2 separate regions of the Mus musculus genome follow, and region 1 is linked to region 2. A link is a contact called in public promoter capture Hi-C data. All regions are on one chromosome and are shown on one strand. Each heading gives the region's core, a stretch centred on a gene start, on an enhancer-like site or on the middle of the called end of the contact. The rest is flanking DNA. Distances are from core to core; before and after follow the strand shown.

What was found. Capture Hi-C pulls out chosen DNA fragments and counts their contacts.
Region 1: a promoter capture Hi-C map of adipose tissue shows a contact between it and region 2, with 2.8 times the contacts expected there. The contact joins the promoter of Neurog2 here to the promoter of Gar1 in region 2. A contact is called at or near these places in 3 of 39 promoter capture datasets (the 3T3-L1 cell line, hippocampal neurons and pre-B cells), 2 of 115 datasets of contacts at active chromatin or transcription factors (large pre-B cells and stem cell-derived neural progenitor cells) and 2 of 9 other capture datasets (adipose tissue and liver).

Annotation. Positions count from the first base shown.
Region 1 is chr3:127,629,615-127,635,707 of GRCm38.p6, reverse strand. It overlaps Neurog2 (neurogenin 2), which reads right to left and starts at 2,572. Exons shown (of 2, transcript NM_009718.3): 1 at 2,251-2,572; 2 at 77-1,980. The coding sequence starts at 1,979. The coding sequence ends at 1,188.
Region 2 is chr3:129,828,034-129,834,211 of GRCm38.p6, reverse strand. It overlaps Gar1 (GAR1 ribonucleoprotein), which reads left to right and starts at 2,816. Exons shown (of 7, transcript NM_026578.3): 1 at 2,816-3,094; 2 at 3,359-3,617; 3 at 4,721-4,875; 4 at 5,248-5,307. The coding sequence starts at 3,371.

The DNA.
Region 1 (6,093 bases), core at 1,323-3,822, 2.2 Mb after region 2:
AGTAAAATACAACTCATTCTGTATTAAAAGCCAGCCACATCAGAAACAAACGCAAAAGCCAAACCTCAATACAAACTTATGAAAATTAGATACTTTATTTATAGCTTAATCACAAAACAATTTTCTTATTCTTCGGGATGTAAATACATACTAGAATAAACTCTGTAGAATATACAAAAAAATACATACTTTCCCATGAAATTTTTCTTCAAAATAAATAGAAGGAAACACGTGTGTGGCTGATCCTGGCAATGCCCCGTGTCTGCTTAGGTTTTCAGACTGTTGATTTATTTTTAATCTCTTGAAAGGATGGGGGAGTTCCTTCTCCCCTAAAAGGTCGAGATAAATAATGCATGAAGCAATCCTCCCTCCTGATTTTTCCTTTTTCCTTCACATTTTTTCTTTTGATAGAGAATTCAGCCTAAATTTCCACGCTTGCATTCAACCCTTACAAAAGCCTACAAATTATACAATGACTTCTAACCTGGCCCTCTAACAAAACAAGTTTTTCCCCCTTATAAATCATAAGAGACAGATGGCAAAATGGAGAAAAAAAGCAAAAAGAAGGGCGGGACAATAGGCATTGTGACGAATCTGGGAAAAAAACAAAGTGCACATCAGAGAGGGAAAGTTTGGTTTGACAGGTGAAATTCCCACAGCCTGCAGACAGCAATGGGAATAGAGCAGATGCCAGCCATTGCAAATGTGTGGATAATATTATTACCAGTAAATTCATTCAGATGCTAAAATACATTTCTTTCGACTGACATTAACATCTCTATGTAGAAACGAAGGTGAAAAGATCACAGGGACCAGTTGCATTCCCTCTGAGAGATTCACACGAACTGCCTGCCCGGAGTTCTCCTCCAGCAGCTCTGAGAGAGGGGAGGAGCGTCAGTCTGCTCTGCACACTCGTTAGTTATGGTACTTTTTCTCAGTGTCTTTTACAGTCTTACGAGGTTCCCCACGCCAGCCCCCACTCCCACACGCCATAGTCCTCTTTGACCATAAATCCTCACATCTTCAATAAACCAGAGCTGGTCTCCACCCCCGAATGCACCAGCCGCCGAGGGGATTGCAAGGGCCACCTCTGCTCTGTGAAGTGGAGTCCGGGGCGTGGAGGGTGAGGGGCGGGAGAAGGATGGGAAGAGGGCCGGGTAGAGGACGAGAGAGGGAGACCCGCAGCTCTAGATACAGTCCCTGGCGAGGGGCAGGTGAGGCGCATAACGATGCTTCTCCGGAGGTGGGGGCTGCCAGTAGTCCACGTCTGACCCGGGGCTAGCGGGCGATAAAGTGCAGCTGTATGGGGACGTGGAGTTGGAGGATGACGCCGGGCTGTTGGTGCAGCTCCAGGAGGAAGGTGGAGAAGGGCTGTCCCCGCTGGCGCCGAGCGCAGCTCCCGGGCTCAGGAGCACCGCCTCCGTGAAGAGCGCCCCCTGGAGGCCACCGGCGCCGGCGCAGTGGTCCGCCAGGCGCAGAGTCTCGGTGAGCGCCCAGATGTAATTGTGGGCGAAGCGCAGCGTCTCGATCTTCGTGAGCTTGGCATCCTCGGGGAAGGTGGGCAGCACCTCGCGCAGCGCGTCCAGCGCGGCGTTTAGGTTGTGCATGCGGTTGCGCTCGCGGTTGTTGGCCTTGAGCCTGCGGGTCTTCTTGATGCGCTGCACCGTCTCCGCCGTCTTGGCACCTCGGGAGACGGCCCGTGAGCGCGACGGGCGACGCTTGCACTCGTGCATCAGGCCCAGCAGCCGCCCTGGCCGGCAACCCCCGGCACCCGACGCCGGACTGCCCTGCACCCCCTGCCCGGCTTCCGCTCCACGCTGCCCACGCGCGGAGCCCGGCCGGCGCAGCTCCTCGTCCTCCTCCTCGTCCGCGCTGGAGGACATCGGGGTCAGGGTCGCCGAGGCCGGGGAAGCCGAGCCCAGCAGCATCAGTACCTCCTCTTCCTCCTTCAACTCCAGAGTCTCAGATTTGACGAACATCCTGAGAAAGAAGAGGCAGATGAAATTTATTCCCAGAATGGACAGGGTAAAGTGTCGCTGGCGCCGCGCCCCGCCCCCCCCCCCTCCATCTCCCTCAATGTGCATTCGCGAAGATGGCGAGGACAGAGCTGGGGAGGAGCGCCCCGGGCTCGAGCCACCTTCTGCCGGTCACAGAAGTCACTGCGTCTAGAGCGATGGAGTTAGCGTGGGCGGCGTGAGCCTGCGTGGGGACACTGCCTGCGAAGTGGAGAGCCGCGGCATGCACACTTACCTACGCGGCTCCAGATGTGTCGCGGCGCAGCTGCTGCTCCGGTGTGTGTCCGGGAATGTCCCCGCAGCCCGGAACCGAGCACGGTGTCCTCCGCGCCGCGGGCTTGGCGCTTCCTAGGCGCACCTCCGCGGGGGGGCCTCTCGGCTGGGCGACTTTGCCAAGAGCCCGGACGACCGCGGCAGCTCGCCCGAGTCTCGTGTGTTGTCGTTCTCGTGCGTGGTTGTCTGTCAGTCAGTCCCTGGCCGTGTGGCTGCTGGCACGCGACTCCAAGGCACTCCAGTTAAAGCCGAGCTGCTTGTGGTTCAGTGGCTGCGTGTCTGGCACACGACTCTCCTTAAAACCCCTTATATACCACCAAGAAAACAATCAGATCTGCCCCGGGGCCCCCTCCTCACCTACCCTTCCCCCGCCCTCTCCTCCTCCGCCTGTCCTGGTCCCCCGCTCTCCCTCCCCAGCTTATTCTTTTCATCGTATTATCATCATTCATTTCTTTCCCTTTCTTTAGTCCCTCTCCCCCTCCCCTGGCCTGGCCATCCATCCTCCTCCTCCATCACCCCCGCCCCTCCGTCCCCCCTTTATCTAATCAGCATAAAATGGTTCTAAAGCTCCTGTTGGCGCTCCAGGCTGCAGCCCAAGCTACCGAAGCCGCGGCGGCGGCAGTGGCTCAAGCTGCGGCTGTTGTCGCCGCCGCTGTCTATTGTGATTGGTGGCTCGCGCTCGGCTGGAGCGTGCCGCTAATTTATTAATGAAAGGAGGTCGCGAGGCGCAGCTGGCCAATCAGTGTTCCCGGGACTCCGGGAGGCCTGCGAGCCACGCGCACCGGAGCCCGCTCCCTTTCAGCAGCTCATTAGGGGCCCGAGTGCTGGGGGCCCATGGCGGGGGGGGGGGGGGGCACCCCGACTACTGCTCCCGCCCGAGTCCTCCATACGCGTCCCGCCCGTCTCAGCCGGGGTCTCACGGGCGGGCGACCGGAGCCTTGAATTAGTGAGAGTCAGAATCCCGGAGAAGGCAGCCTGGTGGTGCTGCCGGCCATGTCTCGGCAAAGCCTCTTTGGGGCCGTATCAACTAGAAAACGGGTTTTAAAACACCTTAGTCTAATTAGGAAAAGGAAGGGGTCACGTACGTGTGCCAGACAGGAGGCACGTTGTGAGAGAGTGTGCCTGAGTTCTAGAGAAACGTGTCTATGACTGTTTGGGAAACATTAGGAGTTCACAGAGACGTCCCCTAGAAGGGGAAATTGGTCGGAGAGCAATTGATGAGCATTAAAAAAAAATAAAATAAAATAAAATAAAATAAACGCACTCACTTGACACACCCATTTTCCCTGAGACACAGTGAGGCTTCACGCCTTGACGTAATTTGGGGGGCTTCTGGTGCGGAAGGGGATGGGTACCAACAACAGGTTAGAGCCAGATGATACTATAAGGTGGCTTCCTGTGTGGGTGGCAAAGGCAGGCGTGCTACTGCTCCTAGGAGCGAGTGGATCACTCTGACACTTGTATGACCTCTGCTCCGCTCTGGGGGGCGTTGTTGAGACATAGGGCCTGTCCTCCCAATTCTGCCTTTTCAATGGGGAGAAAAAAAATAGAAAGGAGCTCTAGCTCCCTGCTGGACTTGAGAGGAAACTTGTTCTGAATTGCTGTCTGTCCCTCCCCTTTACCACTAGACGCAGAACCAGAGTCCCAGAAGTGAGTGAGTCCTGAGTGTCATCTGGGACCGGTCGCGGGGTCCTTTTTTGCGAGGATGAAAGGAGAGTCTTGGGAGGGGCTTTAGCAGTCCACCAGAGCCAGAGAAAGAGATTATCCGCAGGTCTCTGGCTCCTTAGTTCGTTGGGACTGAAAATGAGCTGAATCTCAGAGAAGAGTTCAGCCAGAGCACTGTTCGCATTGGCACGGTTTGCGTGTGTTTAGTTCCCTTAGAGGGCTACGGAGCAGGATTTGGAGAGCGTGGAGCCGAAGAAAAGCAAAATTAGCATCCAGGGAAATAGTCTGGATCTTTGCAGCACCCCAACCTCCAGTATTTTCTGTCAAACTTTCATTTCTTCCCCCTTTAAAAAAAGCACATTTCCTAAATGTAAAAGCATTATTTCATCTAGTTCCCGCTAGATCCTCTCGGAACACTTTAATTTCCCTTGTAGACAGGACTGAAATAATGGGAAGGCACAGACGATACTGGACTTCAACACACGCCATCCGGCCCTCTCAGAGACTCTTCCTTTGAGTCTCTAGCTCTGTCTAGAAACTCGCAAGAAGCCGAATAGTCTGGAAGGCAAAAAATATATATTTGGAGTGAGAGCTGTCGGACAGCCCACATGGTTGCAGGTGCACGCGACCTTACGTAGTTAGCATTGAGACCAAACACTTAACCACCCTTCAAATTCTTCCTAAAAGAAACCCCCACTAAGGGTCTGTTTGGCCTTGGCTGAACGGATGGGGATTTAAGGAACATGTGGGAGTGGATGCGGAGTTTGTGTTTGTTCATAAACTTGAATAGAATAAAGGATGGGAACAGTAGGATCTGATGAAATGATCAAAGACCATTAAAAACAAATACCAGAATGATGAGAGGAACCTGCTGTGTCAGCCTCGGGACAGCTCCACCTCTCCACGGGGGCTGCCTGCAAGAGAAGACAAGCGGCTAAATTAATGCACTCGAAAACAAAGGAAGGCTTATTTGGATATCAGTAGAAATATATCTCTTTGGGCAAGTTGCTTCAATTTTGTTTTATTTTATTTTATTATTTATTTATTTTTTATTTATTTATTTTGCTTAGCCAGGCAGTGCTGGGTGACTTAATGGCAAAATATTGTCAGAACATAGTCATAATTCAGTTAAAGCTTTAAAGGGAACCTTAGGAGCCTGTGTAGCCTCAACTAACAATGATATCAAGCTGAGTCTAACACTCAGTGCCAGTGAAAACACACACACAATCCAGTCCTTTCATTGCTTGTTAGCAGTACCGAGGTGTCTGAGTCCCCACTTTCTCCTCTCCTCTGGCATTGTGCAGTGTTATGATCTCCTGACCATGCAAGTGACTTCCTTTGACAAATCCACACCTAGAAGTCTGGAGAGGTGGCTCAGCACTTTACAGTACCTGTTGCTCTTGGAGGACCTGGGTTTGAGTCCCAGCACCAGATGGTGGCCCACAAGCATCCCAAACTCCAGTTCCAGGCATTCTGACACATTCTTCTGGCTTTTTCCCTTCTCTTCTGACCTTTCCACAGACACCAGCACATACATAGCAGATATGCATATGTGCAGGCAAAACACTCAAACATATAAAATAGAACAAATAGAGTTTTTAAAAGACAAATCCACACCTTGTCTGTGGTTTATGAAAATAATGTACACAGAATTGTCTGAGCAGATGCTGACAATAGTGAAATAGTGTTAAGATTAACTGCAAATTTCTTTGTCTGGAGTTTGCTTTGTTTTGTTTTGTTTTTGGAGAGCACACGGTGCATTCCAAAGCTGTCAAGAAACTTAGCACTGCCTCCATATTCAGATACCGGTATTATTGGTCTCTAAATCATTTAAATATCAAGATGTCATGGGCTCATAGATTTTCACTTTTTGAGTAAGAACCTCCTTGTTTGCTTTATGCAATGGATATGCATTAGGTAACTGTGTGAAGGACAGACATAAAAAAATGTTGAAACAATAGCTGTTCTCTCTGAGTCTCGTCTCTGTCTAATCCTCTCTTTCTAACATTTTTGAGACAGGGTCTCCCCACATAACTCTGACTGGTCTGGAACTTGCTTCATAGATCAGGCTATTGTCAAACTCTTAGAGATCCACCTGCCTCTGACTGCTGGACTCTGGGATTAAGGTGCTGTGTGACAA
Region 2 (6,178 bases), core at 1,567-4,066:
CCCCAGGGAGTACACACTGCCCCAAGGAGTGCACACTGACCCAGGGAATGCACACTGCCCCAGGGAGTGCACACTGCCCCAGGGAGTACACACTGCCCCAAGGAGTGCACACTGCCCCAGGGAATGCACACTGCCCCAGGGAGTGCACACTGCCCCCAGGGAGTGCAAAATGTTTATGATTTTCCTTTCTTCTGAAGATAATTCTAGTTAACTTTTATTACTATGCTTTAAATTATTGCTAAACTAGAATCAAGGTTCTCATTTGTTAAAAAAAATCACTGAACAAGTTTTAAGCCTTCGGTAATAAGTAGAATTTCTTTTTAAAAATTGATTTATTTTCTGGGCGGTGGTGGCTTATGCCTTTAATCTTAGCATTTAGGAGGTTGAGGCAGGCCCATTTCTGAGTTTGAGGCCAGGTTGGTCTACAGAGTGAGTTCCAGGACAGCTTGGGCTATGCAGAGCAACCCTGTATCAGAAAAACAACAACAACAAAAGATTTATTTTTATTTATTTATGTGTAAGTCTGTGTCATGTGTGTTTAGGTGCCCATGGAGTTCAGAAAAGGGCATTGGATCCCCTGGAGCTAGAGTTATTGATGACCATGAACCTCCTGAAGTAGTTACTAGGAGCTCAACTTGCAAAAGCAGCAAGTACACTTACCCACTGAGTCATCTCTCCAGCCAATGAGTAGAACTGGTAAGTTTAGGAACAAATAGAAGAAAGCAAAAAAAAAAAAAAGAGATTTATACATGACTAAAGATAAGTATTAAAAAGAAAATGAAAGAAAGAAACTCATCCCAGTACTTAAGACAGAGATAGAATACAAAGAGTGAAATTTTCATGATGGAATATGAAAAACTAAGAAAGTTTCACTTTCAAAGTTTGATAAACTTGGGTTACAGGCATCCAGGGCAATGCTCAACTTCTGTTTGCATGCTGGAGATTTTAACCTTGACCTTCTTTCTTGTATAGCAAGCATTCTTATCCACTGAGCTATCTCCATAGCCCCATAGGTTCACAGTGAAAACATCACTCTCTATTCAAAAGGGCACTGTATTGCACAGCCGTGTGAATGAACTTAATAGCAGGGAATAATTTAAGAATAATGACGATTTATATTATGTATATTTTGCCATAGTTAAAAAAACTTTCGCAACTATTGTGTGATATAAAGTTTATTGTTCTAGTGTGTACATTCATGCATGTATATGTGTGTATGTAAATTTTATGCAGGGGCTGTGTAAATAGTAAAATTATTTAGAGCATTCCTCCATGGTCAGAATATGGGGCTATTCTAGTGGATGGAAAATGGAGCTATTTCAGGAGAGAGGAAGAGTCTAACAAAGACAAAGAAAACAAGGCAGCAATTCTAGCCTGATGGGGCAGAGGGATGGTAAGTGCACATACTGATTACTAATCATGTAAACGGCTTTAGACACACTGCTAAGGGAAAGTGCAGGGCTATGGGGGAGCTGAGTATGAGACTATACAAAACAGCAATGGTATTAGATTCACTATATCATCAAATGCAGCACAGACGGAAGAAGTTAAGTCAACAAGCATTTATTTAGTCTGGGGCCCAGAATGGGAGATGTTGCCTGTTGTGATGTTTGAGCATCTGAATTCTTAGACTATATTGAGTGATTTGGAGTGGCAATGAAAAAGGGTAGCAGTGTCAAAAGGCTGAACTCAGCTATGACAGTACAAAGGTACTTCACAGGAATCAACAGAAACCCATCAGGTTTGATTAGAGATTGCCACAAGCCTAGAATAGAGGTAGGGATAGTGCTGATTATATGTGTGTGTGTGTGTGTGTGTGTGTATACATATATATATATGGTGTGTATGCATGTAAAATTACATATGTAATTATTACATATATTATAATTCAGTATTTTATAATTGTATGTTCTATATTACATATATTATATTATAAATATAATATATAATTGGATATATATGGTTATAACATCTAAATTTAAAGTACATTTGCCCAATTTTTAAAAATATTTGGAACTGGTGTGTACTTTTTCAAGAAGTTTACAGTTTAGAGTAACTGGCATACTGGAATTATTAATGTTTCTATATCTTTTACAAAGATCTTTCAAAAATCTATTCACAATAATCCTCTGATATGCGGATCAGTCTCTACTTTCTTTCAAATAAAAGGTGATATTGTCAAATGCCAAGAGATGTTTCAGACAATACAGATACAAAAGAAGTCAACCAAATTTAAGAACTAGAGGTCACTTCTTTTGTGATGAGTGAAGTTTTAGTGATGTAAGGAAACCGATGTCGGAGATGAGAGTGTTAAGGAGACGGGAGGTGAGGTGTCATCTATAGATGGGTGCATAGTCTCTCGGAGTTCAAAACGTACTTGATGAAGACATTGAGACCATATTTAAAAATGGTTGCCTTTCTGTCATCTCACACACAAACACACACCCTTTCCTATTTAATAATAACAGAACACGGACACACAGGCAACTTCGACACACACCCTTTCGTATTTAATAATAACAGGACACACACACACACAGAGGCAACTCCGTTGGCGGTGACAGGTTCCGACGTCCTGGGCTGAGCACCGCTTGAGTGGCCAACACTCCGTGGAGCAGAGTCAGGTCGGGACCTTCTCGCAACCCAAGAAGTGACAGAGCCCGGCGAGTAGCACCAACTGCAGCCAGCACGCTTCAGCGACGACACGCCTCACCAGCTGTTAGCACGGAAGGACTCAAACAACTCCGTTTCCAAGGGCAACGCGCCGCCACACTTCCGGAAACGTCGCGTACGGAGGGCGCTGCGATTTTGCGTCACTTCCGCCACCTCTAGCGCGGTGGCCCTTGCGTGGATGAGGTGGGGGCGGGGGGGGGTCACGCTGGACGCTATTGTTTCTCTTCCGGTGCTGTGTGCTCTACTCGGTAAGGCGTTGGGACCGCTGCGTCCGGTAGTGACGGGCCCTTCCTGCAAACCAGCCCTTCCAATTTCTAGTCTGGTAACATTGGACGGCTACGGTGGCCGAGGAGGTTTGAGCGCGCCGGAAGTGTCCCTCCGCGCGCGCGCGCCGGGCTAGGCTGGAGACGCACGTGGCGCGGTGAGTGCGGCGGAGGGCGAGCGAGGGTGAGGGCACCCGCGGGGCGGGATGCGGTGGAGAGGCATGGGATGCGGTGGCGAGCCACGGGTCGTGGGGCTGGGGCGAAGACACCGCTCTCTCTGCGCTCGCCACTTGGCTGTGTGGGCGAGTGGCAGGGCGGCGTTTACTGCTGTCCCCTTCTTGGTGGCCTGAGCGAGGCGGAGGGGACTTAGATAAATGATCGACCCGCGGTGACCGGGAGGAGCGGCCCGTCTATTTCGCCAGGCCGGAGAGAGCATGTCTTTCCGAGGCGGAGGTCGCGGAGGCTTTAATCGCGGTGGTGGAGGCGGAGGCTTCAACCGTGGCGGCGGCAGCAACAACCACTTCCGAGGGGGCGGCGGAGGCGGCGGCGGCAGTTTCAGGGGCGGAGGCGGCGGCGGCGGCGGCAGTTTCAGGGGCGGCGGCCGAGGAGGATTTGGACGAGGGGGCGGTCGTGGAGGCTTTAATAAATTTCAAGATCAAGGGCCTCCAGAACGTGTCGTCTGTAAGTCGTCTTCTGAGCTTAACCTCCTTTGCATTGGGAATAGAATCCGGTTTAAGTTATTAGTGCGTTTGTTGATAAGACTCCGAAAGGCAAGTCGCTTGAGTGCCCTGACACGTATAAGGGACTGATCATGAGAACCGAAATGCAGTGTGGAGGTGAACTTGAGTTGGGACTGAAAAGATGAGACTTAGACAACATTGAGTACCTGGCTCCTTCTAAAGGGCAGAACACTTTTTAGGATTAAGTATGATTCCTTAGTGATATAGTTGAAACACAAAGCCAAGTTTTTAGTTTTCGTAGCTCATATTTTCAGTTACCAGAAAATACCTACAGAATTCACACTCCATAACCATGCAGCCTAGTTTGAACACTCATTCCCTTGCACCCTGCAAAATCATGTTGTAAATAAGTGTGTGTACTATCTTGTGTAGGGCCACATTCATAGTTCCCTGGGTTCCATGCTGCCTGAAGTCTGTGCATTGGACACACGGATGGAGAAGGGATTTCAAAAGAAATATAAGTAGAACTTGGCTGATAGTGAGAAGAAAAGGTTCTAGTTGTTGCTAAGGTTGGGGAGTTAGTTTTGTAGGCGAATGGTATTAATCCTGGGTTACAGAAACAGAGGTGCCTTGTGTTTGCACACTTCCCAGGAAGGGATAATCACTGGTGAAGAAGTGGTAGTGGTGATGAGTTCTGAGAAAGGAGGGAGGGATCAATAAAGCCAGAGTGGTTCACATTTGAGGCTGGGGAGGAAGAAGAGTCAATGGAACGTAGCATTGAATGCAGCTGTAACAGCCATGACAGGGTAACTGGTGGACAGCGAGTGAGCACCATTGTAAGCACCTAGTTTGTTGTTCCTGTTGCTTTAGCATCAGGTGTGGCTGCAGTTAGATGTGACTGGCCTCATTTTACAGTGTACAGACAGAAGGGGAGTCTCTTTTAGGTCCCCTGGTAGTGGCATGCTAACTTGGGACTACAGTGTTGACAGCTGAGCTCTGCCATAGAGGGGATCAGATATGGGGAAAGACAAGTGGCAAAGCCCACTGGATTCCCGAGTTGGTCAGTGTTTGCAGTGGCCTCGTGTCTGTTCTGTGCTGTTTCAGTGTTAGGAGAATTCATGCATCCCTGTGAAGATGACATCGTGTGTAAATGTACCACCGAGGAGAACAAGGTGCCCTACTTCAACGCCCCTGTTTACTTAGAAAACAAAGAGCAAGTCGGGAAAGTGGATGAGATATTTGGACAGCTTAGAGATTTTGTATCCTTTCTGATTGGGTGAGTCAGCAATCTTGTTAAGAATTATCGTGTCCCTTCCTCCCCAGCCAGAAATATCAAAGCAAACTCACTGTTTCATTCAGTGAGATAGCAAAGCTACAGACGAGTCTCACGGAGGAGGATCTGTAGGGAGCGCATCCGTCCATATTTAAAAATGATGCGCCAAGGAGAGATGGCTGTCCTCTGGGTTCTGGGAGTGGTGGCCATTTGAATACGTGCCACCAGATTGTATTGGCTCTTCTGTCTCTTGGGTTTTTGGTTTTGTTTTAATTATTTTAAAGAAAATGCCATTTCTACTTGGAAATTTCTTATAGCTAGGCATTCTTAGTGTCTTTTTCCTTAATTTAATTAATAGTATTTTTCAGTTAAGTTGTCAGAAAACATGAAGGCATCTTCCTTTAAAAAGCTACAGAAGGTGAGTCATACTTAAATTAAGATTTTGGATTCAGAGGGGGTGGTGTGTGTCTTCCTTGAGACACTCACAGCTCCTCCAGTTCGTGAAGTGAAGTGCTGAGGCTGTTCCACAGTAGTAACCAAGCACTGAGTTACCCAAGTGTCTCTGCTACAGCCCTAGCTGGCCCGGAACTCACTTGTTGAGCTTACATTGGCTTCTGACTTTATATGACCTTCCTGCCTATACCTCCTAAGTCCTGCAGTTACAGTGTGTGCTGTCACACCCAGTGGAAGCTTACCAGTGCTGAGAAGTAACAATGAACCAGTAGTCCCAGCACTTGGAGGCAGAGAGATGGCAGGAGAGCAGCTTTGAGTCTGGCTTAGGCTACGTAGTGAATTCCAGGTCATCTTGAGATGCTTGGCATATGTAGATAGATACTAAAGGTTTTCACATATATCTGTATTTAGTCTTAGCCTTCCTTGAGGTGGTGCTTTTGAAACTGGAAGCTAAGAGTCTTACACCTGGTGTGCATCACAAATACCTGAAGACAGCTCTTAAAATGGCATCCTTGAAGATCCCATTCTTATAAATTTGACCCAGTTGCCCTTAAGTAGCACTCACAATGAAGTTTCAGGAAAGAAGGCTGGAGAATTTTGATGTCCTTAGACAAGTACTTCAGCACTAGGCTGCCAGAGAGGGGAGTGTATTCTACATGGAGAAAACTGAAGTGTCTGCGATGATGGGGTAGGGAAAGTTCTCAATTCAAAAAAGGCTGGCGAGGTAAGAAGGAGCTTTATACATCCTGAGAAAGACTAGATTTTAGTTTTAACATTGTTTCTGAATACTAGGGTGAACTTGATCTTTACATTGGTGCTCTAAAAGAGCACGGGAG